2 separate regions of the Mus musculus genome follow, and region 1 is linked to region 2. A link is a contact called in public HiChIP or PLAC-seq data. All regions are on one chromosome and are shown on one strand. Each heading gives the region's core, a stretch centred on a gene start, on an enhancer-like site or on the middle of the called end of the contact. The rest is flanking DNA. Distances are from core to core; before and after follow the strand shown.

The links. HiChIP or PLAC-seq counts read pairs in DNA pulled down with a chosen protein or histone mark.
Region 1: a contact with region 2 is called in a CTCF HiChIP or PLAC-seq map of pro-B cells, with 5 times the contacts expected there. The contact joins two enhancer-like sites. A contact is called at or near these places in 1 of 39 promoter capture datasets (the C10 cell line), 3 of 15 datasets of contacts at CTCF or cohesin (the NIH/3T3 cell line, large pre-B cells and pro-B cells), 14 of 484 Hi-C or Micro-C datasets (the C10 cell line, the NIH/3T3 cell line, bone marrow-derived macrophages and 10 more), 2 of 115 datasets of contacts at active chromatin or transcription factors (the HPC-7 cell line and microglia) and 1 of 9 other capture datasets (macrophages).

Annotation. Positions count from the first base shown.
Region 1 is chr11:77,305,041-77,310,792 of GRCm38.p6, reverse strand. All of the region lies in intron 1 of Ssh2 (slingshot protein phosphatase 2), which reads right to left. Among named protein-coding and RNA genes, the nearest start is that of Gm24989, 63 kb to the right of the region's middle. Within about 2 kb of position 2,057, at least 6 of the 459 cell types and tissues checked have an H3K27ac peak or open chromatin away from gene starts, as enhancers often do. A contact at or near this core is called in bone marrow-derived macrophages and pro-B cells, where this site is marked.
Region 2 is chr11:77,237,078-77,242,673 of GRCm38.p6, reverse strand. All of the region lies in intron 1 of Ssh2 (slingshot protein phosphatase 2), which reads right to left. Among named protein-coding and RNA genes, the nearest start is that of Gm24989, 5.1 kb to the left of the region's middle. Within about 2 kb of position 2,808, at least 71 of the 459 cell types and tissues checked have an H3K27ac peak or open chromatin away from gene starts, as enhancers often do. A contact at or near this core is called in bone marrow-derived macrophages and pro-B cells, where this site is marked.

The DNA of each region.
Region 1 (5,752 bases), core at 808-3,307, 69 kb before region 2:
AGTGAGGGACCTTAGATGAAATGACCAACAGAGTGAACTTATAGAGCCCACCTCCAGTAGGAAGACAGGAGATCAAGTGAGAGATGAGGTTGCCACCCCACAGTCACAACTCTGACTCATAATTGTTCCTGTCTGAAAGAATTACAGGGATGGAAATGGAGAGGAGCCTGAGGAAAAGAAGGTCCAGCGACAGGCCCAAAGTGAGATCCAGCTCAAGGGGAGGTCCCAAGGCCTGACACTATTACTGAGGCTATGGAGAGTTCACAAAAAGGGACCTAGCATGACCACACTCTGAAAGACCCAACAAGCAGCTGAAAGAGTCAGATGCAGATGTTTGCACCCAACCAATAGACAGAAGCAGCTGACCCCTGTTGTTGAATTAGAGATGGCTGAAAGAAGCTGAGGAGAAGGGTGATTCTGTAGGAGGACCAGCAGTCTCAGTTAATCTGGACCCCTAAGATTTCTCAAACACTGGACCACCAAACAGACAGCATACACCAGCTGATATGAGGCCCCCAACACACATACAGTAGAGGACTTCCAGGTCTATGCTCATTCAGATGCACCTAACCCTCAAGAGACTGGAGGCCCCAGGGAGTTTAGAGGTCAGATGAGGTGGAGGGTGGGTGCATCCATGTGGAGACTGGGTATGGTGGGGAGGAGGTGTGGGGTGTGGATCAGTTGGAAGGTGGAAGGGGAGGGGCGGGGAATGGAATATGAAGTGTAAAAATGAATTACAAATAAAATTTTAAAAAAAAGAAAAAAAATTTTTCTTGGGGCTTGAGATATGGCTCAGTAGTTAAGAGCACTGAATGCTCTTCCAGAGGACATGGGTTCAATTTCCAGCACCCACATGACAGCTAATAACTGTAATTTCAGGATCAACACCCTCAATAGACATACATAAAGACAAAACAGTACATATAAAATAAAAATAAATTTTAAGAGTTAAAATGTCTTTCTCTCTGTTTCTTTCTTAGTTTTCTTTCTCTTTCCTTTTCCCTTTCCTTTCCTTTCCTTTCCCTCTCCCTCTCCCCCTCCCCTCCCCTCCCCTCTTCTCTTCTTTCTTTTCCTGAGAGAGGGTTTCTTTGTGTAGCCCTGGCTGTCCAGGAACTCCCTCTGTAGATCAGGCTAATTTCAAACTCACAGGGACTTACCTGCCTCTGTATCCCAAGTGCTAAGATTAAAGGCATGCACCTTCACTACCAAGCCAAATATTAAAAATTATTATTATTATTATTATTATTATTGCTATTAGTGTGCGAGTGCGCACATGTGTGAGTGAGTGTGTGTGTGTGTGTGTGCGCGTGTGTATGCCTATGCTATGGCATGTGTGTGAAGGTCAGAAAACATTTTATAGAGTTGGGTTATCTCCATCCACTTTCCCTGGATTCTGGGGGACTCAAACTCATGTCACTACATTGGTGTGGCAAACATCTGCTGAGCCACATCACAAGCTCTGATTCAAAAATGTTTTTTATTTTGAGACAAGATGTCACAATGTGCCTTGGTCGACCTGGAAAACTCTATGTAGACCAGACTAGCCTTGAAATTTTATCTATATGCCTACCTCTTCTTGACTGCTGGGTTTAAAGGTGTGCACCACCACACCAGGCTGATCCCAAACTTCTCACACAGTGTAAATGTGTGGCAAAAGAAGGACAAGCCAGCAATTCAGAAAGCTATCACTGTGGGAATGCTGTTCACAAGACAAGTGGGCTTTGACTCCAGTTGTAAAGATCTTGAGGAGACCGACTGACATTAAGAAAAAGGAAGACTAGCAGAAATACAGTTAGGGACTGTGATGAGCTAAGTAGTGAATTGAAACCCGAGCTTGCTTTGAGGTAGGCTCCAAATGATAAATTGCAGAGGCCTGAGCTCTGAACGTGGGGACCCTGGGGAGGTATTTGTCAGCATTTTGAAAACCTGAGTAAAATTATAAATATATTGACTGAATAGCAATGAGTCTTTAAAGGAAAACATGTTTTTTCCCCTAAAGCCAGAGGACACTGGTCAATGTTATCACAGATCTCCAGTAGAGGGCAGACAAGTCAAAGCATACACTGCTGTGTTACCAGAAATTGCTAAGAGAAAGTATACATTGTCTTTACTTAAAGGCCATTATCAGAGCCTTAAATTTTAGGACAAGGATCAGCAGATCACAGAAATCTGGAGTATAAAATGCTTCTCAACAAATGTGCAAAACAAATATGCACACACAGGACAGCCATACCAAAGATGCTAGCAACACTCATTACTGTCCCCCCTACCCATCACAGGCAGGTCCTAATGATTGATGCCACCCAAATAAATGACTAACTACATATATATCTGGGCCAGGATTCCAACCTTTGTTCTCCATTTCTTTTTTGTTAACTAGGGAAGTGTTTGTTTCTACGGCCTTTAAAGTCAGAGGTGAGGTCAGGTTACCAGAGAGAAATTCTGATACACACATGGCCTCAGCAGGCTGAAGAGCTGTCATGTCTTAAGTCTTACTAACTTAATATTCATCCATAAATATTTAAGACCTACATAAAATGATTAGAAATTTCAACAAACCCTTTAAAAGCTAACTTTGCAATCATAAACTCATTTTCTTTGGCTTTTAAATGAGTCTTTAAAGATATAAGAGCAATCCTATTTAGCAGATTGACTTTCTGTCATTTGCTGAAAGTTTTCCTTCATGCTTTTGTGTTTTTTCTTCTTTTCTTTCCTTCCTTTTCTCCTTTTCTTCTTTCCCTTTTCTTTTAGAGACAAAGTCTTGCTATGTTGTGCAGGCTTCAAATGCCATTTCCTTGCCTTTAAAACATTAATGTCTCCCTCCCACCCCCCTGCATATCAAGAAAAAGCTTTTAAAAATTGAGAAGTATTATCTCTTTTTAATACAATACTTTTTTCTTCTGTTTTCATAAGGTAATTAGAATTCAGATAAATGAAATGAACATAGAAAGTTTACAATGACATAATCAGATTATTCTAATGATTTTATTTTTGCAAGATAGTCTTTAGTCTAGAGTGCCTGCCAAACTGAACATAACTAAAGGGAACATGGTTATACCTCATGGGACATCTCCTCCCCTATGCAGATTCTAATACAGATGAGGACCACTTCCAAACATCCATCTGCTAGTCCTCATCACTGACGGCACTAGTAGCTCCAATAGATGCTCTGGTTAGAAGCATAAACTCAAAGAACCAGCAACTCCACAAAACTGTGCTTCATGGAAACAGGAAAATGTCAAAAGGGATTCCCAAGATGGTATCCTAATCAGTAAACCCTTTCCAAGCAACCACTTGTAGTGATAAGCAATAAAGAAACACTTATTACTTACTTCCGAGAAAACCCTAACTTCCCCAACACCACCTCAACAACTCATGAAAAGAATATCCAAGCCTACCAAGTGTTGGTGAGATAAAACATTACGTGATACTAGAGAGACAATGGGAAAAAGAGTCTGCGATACAAGATAACTAGCAAGTATGTCACACTGAAAAACAAATGAAACCAACACACACACACACACACACACACACACACACACACACACACACACACACACTGGTTGTTAGCCACCCAATGTGGGTGCTAGGAATTGAACTCAGGTTTTCTGGGAGAACAGTACACATTCTTGACTGCTGAGCCATTTCTATAGATCCTGGGGATTAAATTACAAAGAAGTGTATTGAAAAGCTAGTTAGGGAAAATGAAAAAGAGCACAGATTATTAGTTTGATTTTAGTTCCTTTCTGCTTTTCTTCAATAGAGTCCTTGGACTGTGCAGCAGTTTCTATATCTGCTCCACAGGAGAACTGTCTAATCAGAGTTCCCCCCAATACTTAATTTGTGTTCCTATATACTGTCTACACATATTTAAAAGAGCCCACTCAGAATTCCAAACCATTAAGTTGTTCTTAGTCTTGCATCCTAGGGAAATACCTCAATGAAAAACATTTTGCTTTTTCCTTTCATCAAGGTATTGCCTGGTTGTCAGTAAGAAAAATTTTGCAAAAATAAATTCTGATCATCTTCAATTGAACATAAGCCTTCCTTTTTTTTTTTTAAAAAAAAGATTTATTTATTTTTATATATGTAAGTACATTGTAGCTGTCTTCAGACACACCAGAAGAGGGCATCAGATCCCATTATGGATGGTTGTGAGCCACCATGTGGTTGCTGGGAATTGAACTTAGGACCTTTGGAAGAGCAGTCAGTGCTCTTAACTGCTGAGCCATCTCTCCAGCCCAAGCTTTCCTTTCTTAAGGTCATGTTCTTTCTTCTCATATATATTTTCTTGTGTTATGTGTGTTCACATCTCACCCTGAACAGTTATGCTACAAATATTGAATGAGTCACTAGAGCAAATAAATTATGACAAAATTTCTGAAATTAGGGTTTTAATATAATGAAAAAAATTCCACTGATAAAGGGAAACTTCTGGAAAATTGTCTAATAGGAAATACCACATAGTTTTTAAAGATTTAAATGCATATGAAGGGTCGAATGTAGCTTAGTGAAGTGCTTGTCTAGCATGCCTAAGTATCTAGGTATGATTTTCAGAGCCAAAGCAAAACTAGCTGTACATGGTAGTGCACATCTTTAATTCCAGCACTCAAGAGGCAGAGACCAGTAGATGTCTGTGAGTTCAAGGCCAGTCTGGTCTATATAGAGCTCTAGGTGAGCCATGGCAAAATCCTTTACCTAACCAAACCAAGGCAAACAAAAAACAAAACAAAGAACAAAAAGCAAACAAATCAATAATAAGGAACAAAAGAATAACTAAATATAACAATGCATGTCTGATCTACAAGTAATGCCAAGTGCTATATACTATCCAATAATGTGATTTTATGCAAATGAGGACCACAGAGAAACTAGGCCCAGAAGAAAAGAAATCAGTGCTTGCCTCATATGAAGTTTCTCTCCAATAATTTGGTATTATTTAACAAAAACATTCTATATCTAGAAATATATCGCACTGTTGCTAAGGATGAAAGCCATGCCTAATACAGTCACAGATGAACTATATGCACTAGATATCTATTGTTTTACCTGTCCTATTAATGCCTTTTTCCTTGATGGTGCCCTGAATTTCTTGCAGAGAACCCTTTTCTATTCTCTTGCAAGAACTACTGAAGAAAGGGTATATTTCCATTTGGGTGGCCAAACTGATTTTTTTTCCAAAAAAGTATAGGTATCATTGTTAATGGTTGCTTTCCTTGCTTCATAGATAGAGCATCTACAAGAATAAAGCAACACAGGAAAGACAGTAGAGGTGAGCAGTGAGCCGAGATATCTTGATGAGAAACTTTGAGGTTCTGAATGCAATTACACCTTAAATTCTTTCCTTACACTTCCAAAATAACTTTTATTTTCCTGCTTGAACAGTTTCTATTATTCTCAACTAAGGTTCACATCACATTCTCTCACGTACACAAACAATCAAGGAGAGGGATGAGGTAAACAAAGAGGCTTCTTTACATTTTATAGGTATAAAAAGGAAACTGCTCAAAGGTCAAATGACAGAGTACTGCTGCACTACCTGTAGGAATAGCCCTCAAGTAAACTGGGAGAAGCCAACAGAGATAAAGACCATCATAAACTTAATGCAGGATTTTAGTTATTTTTAAAGGTTTTTTTTGTTTGTTTGTTTTTGTTTTGTTTTGGTTTTGTTTTTCTCGAGACAGGGTTTCTCTGTGTAGCCCTGGCTGTCCTGGAACTTACTTTGTAGACCAGGCTGGCCTCGAACTCAGAA
Region 2 (5,596 bases), core at 1,559-4,058:
TTCTATCACCTCTGGAGATCCCCAACCCCCACACACACACCCTTTCATATGTACCTGCGATCTGCAATTAACATTATAAAAGCAAGCTAATGTTGTTATAGAATATATTTAAATAATACAAAGGAGAATATTGAAGTATGAATAGAGTTTATGAAATTTGGATATTAACATTATAGAACTGTCTAATGAGGATTATTACAGTATAAGCTTGAGCCTCAGTAGTAAAACAAAACCCAAATGCTATTTCCTAGCTTCTCTTCCCTAGTCCCACCAAAAAATGATGTGAAACTCAGGATCAGAGTCTAAGACCAGAAGGTTAAGGCAGGCTGTTCTCTGACCTGTGCTCACAAAGAAGAGGGCTTTGAAGTCAGTTTTTCTGGACTCCAATCCTATTGTATCCATTTCCTCTCTCTCCATATATCTATCTATAAAATGGGATACAGTAATTCCTATCTACACAGAGCTGTTCTGAGGACTCACTCAGGACATACACAATAACTCAGAATAGTGCCTGGCACAAAGTGGTGTGTACTCAATAAATGATGCGGTTCTTATTTGTCTTTGAGAAAGATTTTAGTCATTATAAGAGAACAAAGCCAAATTATTTTTTAGACTTACTTTTATTAATTTTTCCCTATAGGATGCTTTTTTTAAAAAAAGATTTTAATGGGGCTGGAGTAATGGCTCAGCAGTTAAGAACATTGGCTGCTCTTCAGAGAACCAGTGTTCAAATCCCTGCACCCATAGGATGGCTTACAACCATGTGTAACTCCAATTTAGGAGAATTCACCACCTTCTTCTGGCCTCTATGGGTACTGCATGTATGTGGTGTGCAGACATACATGCCAGCAAACAAGCCCAAGCATGAGGCCAGCCACCCAGACAAGGCCAACTCACCACCAGCTACACCACTGAAGAAAACTGCCTCTTCCTCCCCAAACCAAAGATTTTCCTATCTACTTTTAAATTACTTTCTTCAAATGGATGCTATTACTAAATATAATATTAACCTTAGTTTTTCAGCCCCATAATTTAAGGAAAATCTACCTTCAAACTCCAATGAGATTTTGTATGAACACCATACATAAGTGTATCTAAATGAGATAAGTAATTTAAAGAAACAAAAAACTTCTGAAAGTTTCCAAAATAACTCTTCCCTTACCACTTTTACCTAATAAGGGGGAATGTACATACAGAAAAATCTTATAAACCTCCATTTGAGACAGTATTTTTGCTTTTGTTTTGCTTTCACTGTTTGTTTTTGAAATAAGCATCTCTATACAGCCCAGGCTAACCTCAAACTTTCCGTTCCTCCAGCTCAGTCTCCATCACTAGAATGCTATACCACCTCCACAGCCTGGAAGACAAGTACTTTTCTAGACTTAAGTTTATTAATCATTAATTCCTGAAGAGCTTAGTTTTCTGCTAGAAACAGATACAAAACAATAGATTTGTAAAGGCAACGATCTATTTGAGGAAGAAAGGATGGACAGTAACAAGAATGATTCAGGAAAAGAGGCCCAGACACAAACACTGAAGCCACAACTATGGGCATTTTAGAGCTCCTCTCTGGCTCCTGAAACTGTGTCTTTGGAATTACCCTTTTGCAGTGGAAACTTTTAGTTTCATTGGAAAGTCAATTTTGTCACATGATGTTTTGCTGGGGCACACAGGTGAAAGAAAGGATGTCTTACTAAAGCAGACACAGGAAAAAATGTTTCCTGAAGCAGACTCAGGTGAAAGGATGTTTGGATATAGCAAACACGTAAAAGGACACTTGATGAAGGAGTATAAATATGACCCCACAGACAGTGGGAGATGAGCACTGAACATTGATTTAGTTTGCTCTGCCTTCCTATTCTTCGTTAAAGACACGCATGTATTGGTTCTCCTTACATAGCGTTGTTGAGCTCAACTTGTGGTAAGGATACCATTGAGAGAAACTTGCCACAGAATTGCTCATGAGATTCCTGCGGCAGCTTGCTGCTTCCTCAGCTTTGCCTCAGGCCAGTTGGCTAGCCTTGCAGTTTCCTCAGGATTGAACTACAGTTGCTGGTTCATGCCTGGTGTCTGTTTGCTGAAAAGACTGGACTATAGCTGCTGAGTTGTATTTGGTGTTTGCTAAGGGACTGAACTGCCAAAGAAGACTGAGCTCGGCCCCCAACCCCAAAGAACTACTGCTGAACAGGTCCACTCCCCCCCCATCCTAATAACTTTTCTCTTCTACTATGTCTGCTGGGTGGTGGGCTAAAGGAGAGGTTGAACCCTATTAAAAGTAGGTTGTGCCGGGCGTGGTGGTGGCACATGCCTTTAATCCCAGCCCTTGGGAGGCAGAGGCAGAGGCAGGAGGATTTCTGAGTTTGAGGCCAGCCTGGTCTACAGAGTGAGTTCCAGGACAGCCAGGGCTACACAGAGAAACCCTGTCTCAAAAAACCAAAAAACCAAAAAAAAAAAAAAAAAAAAAAAAAAAAAAAGTAGGTTGCAAAAAATGTATGTCTACACCCTTTATTCCTTACTGCATCCTCACCTCTTCTTTCCTAATGAACTCTTCCCCTCAGCAGAAAAATAGAAAAATATTCTGAAGATACTTCTAAATAAGCCAGAAATTTTCTCTCTCCTAAACTCTCCTCTAATTTCTTTCATCTCTTTTCTTTTGAGAAAAAAAGGGGCTCTTTCCTAGCTCTTTCTTCAGCACTAACTTCTAATTCTGTGACTGTGACCACCTATGTCACAGTATCAGCACACAAGCAGACAGTGTCCTAACTCCTATGTCACTTGCCTTCTACCCTTGCTTCCCCTGACCTCCCCAGGAGATCTGAGTTAACAGTGACCACTTCCTTCCTCTTTTGTTTAAAGTCTGTGGTGCCACACTCATCTGGAATGACAGCAGAATTCACACAAAAAGTGGGGGGTCATATACTCTAATGGATATCCCAAAATTAATATGCTGAAACTTATTCACCACTGAATGGTACGGTATTAAGATGTAAAACATCAGGAAGTTATTAAGTTATAAAGATAAAACCTTCACAAATAGAATGGCTTATATAAAAAAGGTACTTATATATTCTTTATCCCTTTTGTCCCTCCACTATGACAAAGTGACAAAAACACAGTCTTTGTCACTTCTACTGTGTGGCAATAACCCAAATCTATTGGGACCTTGTGTAGACTTCTCAGAGTCAAAAACTGTAAGAAATAAATGTCTGTTATATATACATGACCTAGTCTGAGATCTTTTGTTAGAGTATCAGAAATGGAGTAAGAAAATATTCTTGCCCATATGGAGCACACACTGTACTCGAGAACAAGGCAGAAGGATCTGGAGACTGAGGTCAGCCTGGGCCACACAGAAAGACAGAGTTCCCTTCCCCACAACAAGCACTCATGATTAAATAGGTTTGGTATTAAAGTTAAGCAAGTTAATTACTATAAAGCTTTTCAGATCTTTTAAAAATTTATTTATTATTTGTGTGTATGTGTACGTCTGCCAGAGTTTATCTATCCCACATAAAGGTAGGTGCCCCAAGGCAAGAGGGCTTCAGATTCCCCGGAATGAAAGCTACAGGAAGTGTGAGCTGCCTGATGTGGGTTCTAATAGAACCTCAGTCCTCTAAAAGCACTGCAAGAGCCATATCTCCAGACCCCAATTTTTTTCTTTTTATTAATCATTTTATTTGTTTACATTTCAAATGCTATCTCCCTTCCCAGTCTCCCCTCCACCTCATACTCCTCCCCTTTGCCTCTAAGAGGGTGCTCCCCCATCCACCCACTCACTCTTACCTCACCCCCATAGGATCCCCCTTCTCTGGGACATCAAGCCTCCACAGGACCAAATGCCTCCTCTCCCACTGGTGCCAGATGAGGCAGTCCTCTGCTACATATGAAGTGGGAGCCACGGACTGGCCCATGTATCCTCTTGTTTGGTGGTTTAGTCACTGGGAGCTCGGAGGGGTCTGGTTAATTGTTTGCATATAAATCTGTGCATACATGCCTAGTGCCCACTCAGGTTGAAAGTGGCACTGGATCCCATGGAGCTGGAGTTATGGATAGTTATGAGTTGCCATGTAGGTGCTGGGAATCAGACCTTTAATATACTAATGTACACTTGAGTCTACAAGATAGGATTCTACAGTGATTTCCCAAATGTCTCACACAATAAAACTTCTCCATTTGAAAGAACTATTTTATATTATAAATGAGCCAGTGGATACCTCCCTTGGCGTTCTTAGTTTTTATTTGTTTTTAGATTTATTTTAGTCATACAAGTGCTTTGCCTTTATGTTTGTCTGTGAACCACATGCATATGTGGTACCTAAGAAGTGATGAGCTTCCACGTAGGTAGTGGGAATCATACCGGTGTCCTTTGAAAGAACAAGTGCTCTTAACTACTAAGCCAACTCTCCAGCACCTTCCTTTTAGTTTTATTTGGAGGCTTTCTTTCTCTGTTTGCCTCCAAATACACAATTCACCACTCTTATCTCCTGCCTCAGTCACCTATAGCTCTCCACATGTTTCATCCTGTAAGTCCTATATAGGTAACTGTATTCCTATCAGCTTGGCTTCAACATGGCCTTAGAATCAACAAGTAATGCTACGATTACCTAAACTCTTAAATCTTACTTCTGGATTTATTAAATAAGAAGAGTAACAATTCATGAGGAGTAAGTGGTGTGACATACAAAAAGTGTCTGCCTTAGTGACTGACACAGTTAAGTGAAAGGCCAATAAGCAATCACTATTAATTTCTATCTCTAGCCTGGATGTTTTTTGCTAGTCAGCATGTGTATCTATCTTCCCAAGGTAGATCTATCATGTAAGTCTCAAAATCAGAATGCTTGCATTCTACCATCTATGTTGGCCCTAGTGACTCTGTCATGGTAACAGCATACTCACACATGCCCAAGCCTGGAACAATGAAGCCAGGGTCTATATCCATCCTTATTAATCCTCTATCCTAAGCCCTTTGTCCCCAGTTCATGACCTAATTGTAACATTACCTAAGTTCCCTCCCATGCACTTTTAAATGCCCCCTTCTGAAGAGTACATTTTATCATATTACTTGTCTACTTAATTTTTTCAATATTTGTTCATGTATTTTTTCTTGGTAATTCAATCTCTTAATAAAGCACACCTCCTTTTGATCTGGCTCTTTTAGTGACATTTGTCATGATAGCCCAACATTGAAATACAGTCCCTATTCCAAACAGAAGTGTGTGTATTTCTAAGAACTGCTATAGCATCTTATCTTTACACATTCTATTCTTCTGTGTATAGTGCATTCAATCAGTTCTACTCACACCCATTTTATTGCTGGCTATTTCCATCTGGTCTTTTTCATGAATTTGGATGAATATTATTTCACTCATAAACTTTAATCCTTGTATCATGTGTAAAATTCAGTCTATAAATTTAAATATTCATTCTTGAACTATCTAAACTAAGAAATACACTTTATTAAATATGCTTAGGCAAAATTATCAATCCCAGAATTATTTTAGTAATGAGAAAGTCTACAATAGTAATGATATTAACATTTCTTTACTAATATCTACTACATATTTATCATATTGCTGCACTGAAAAGCTACAAAAAT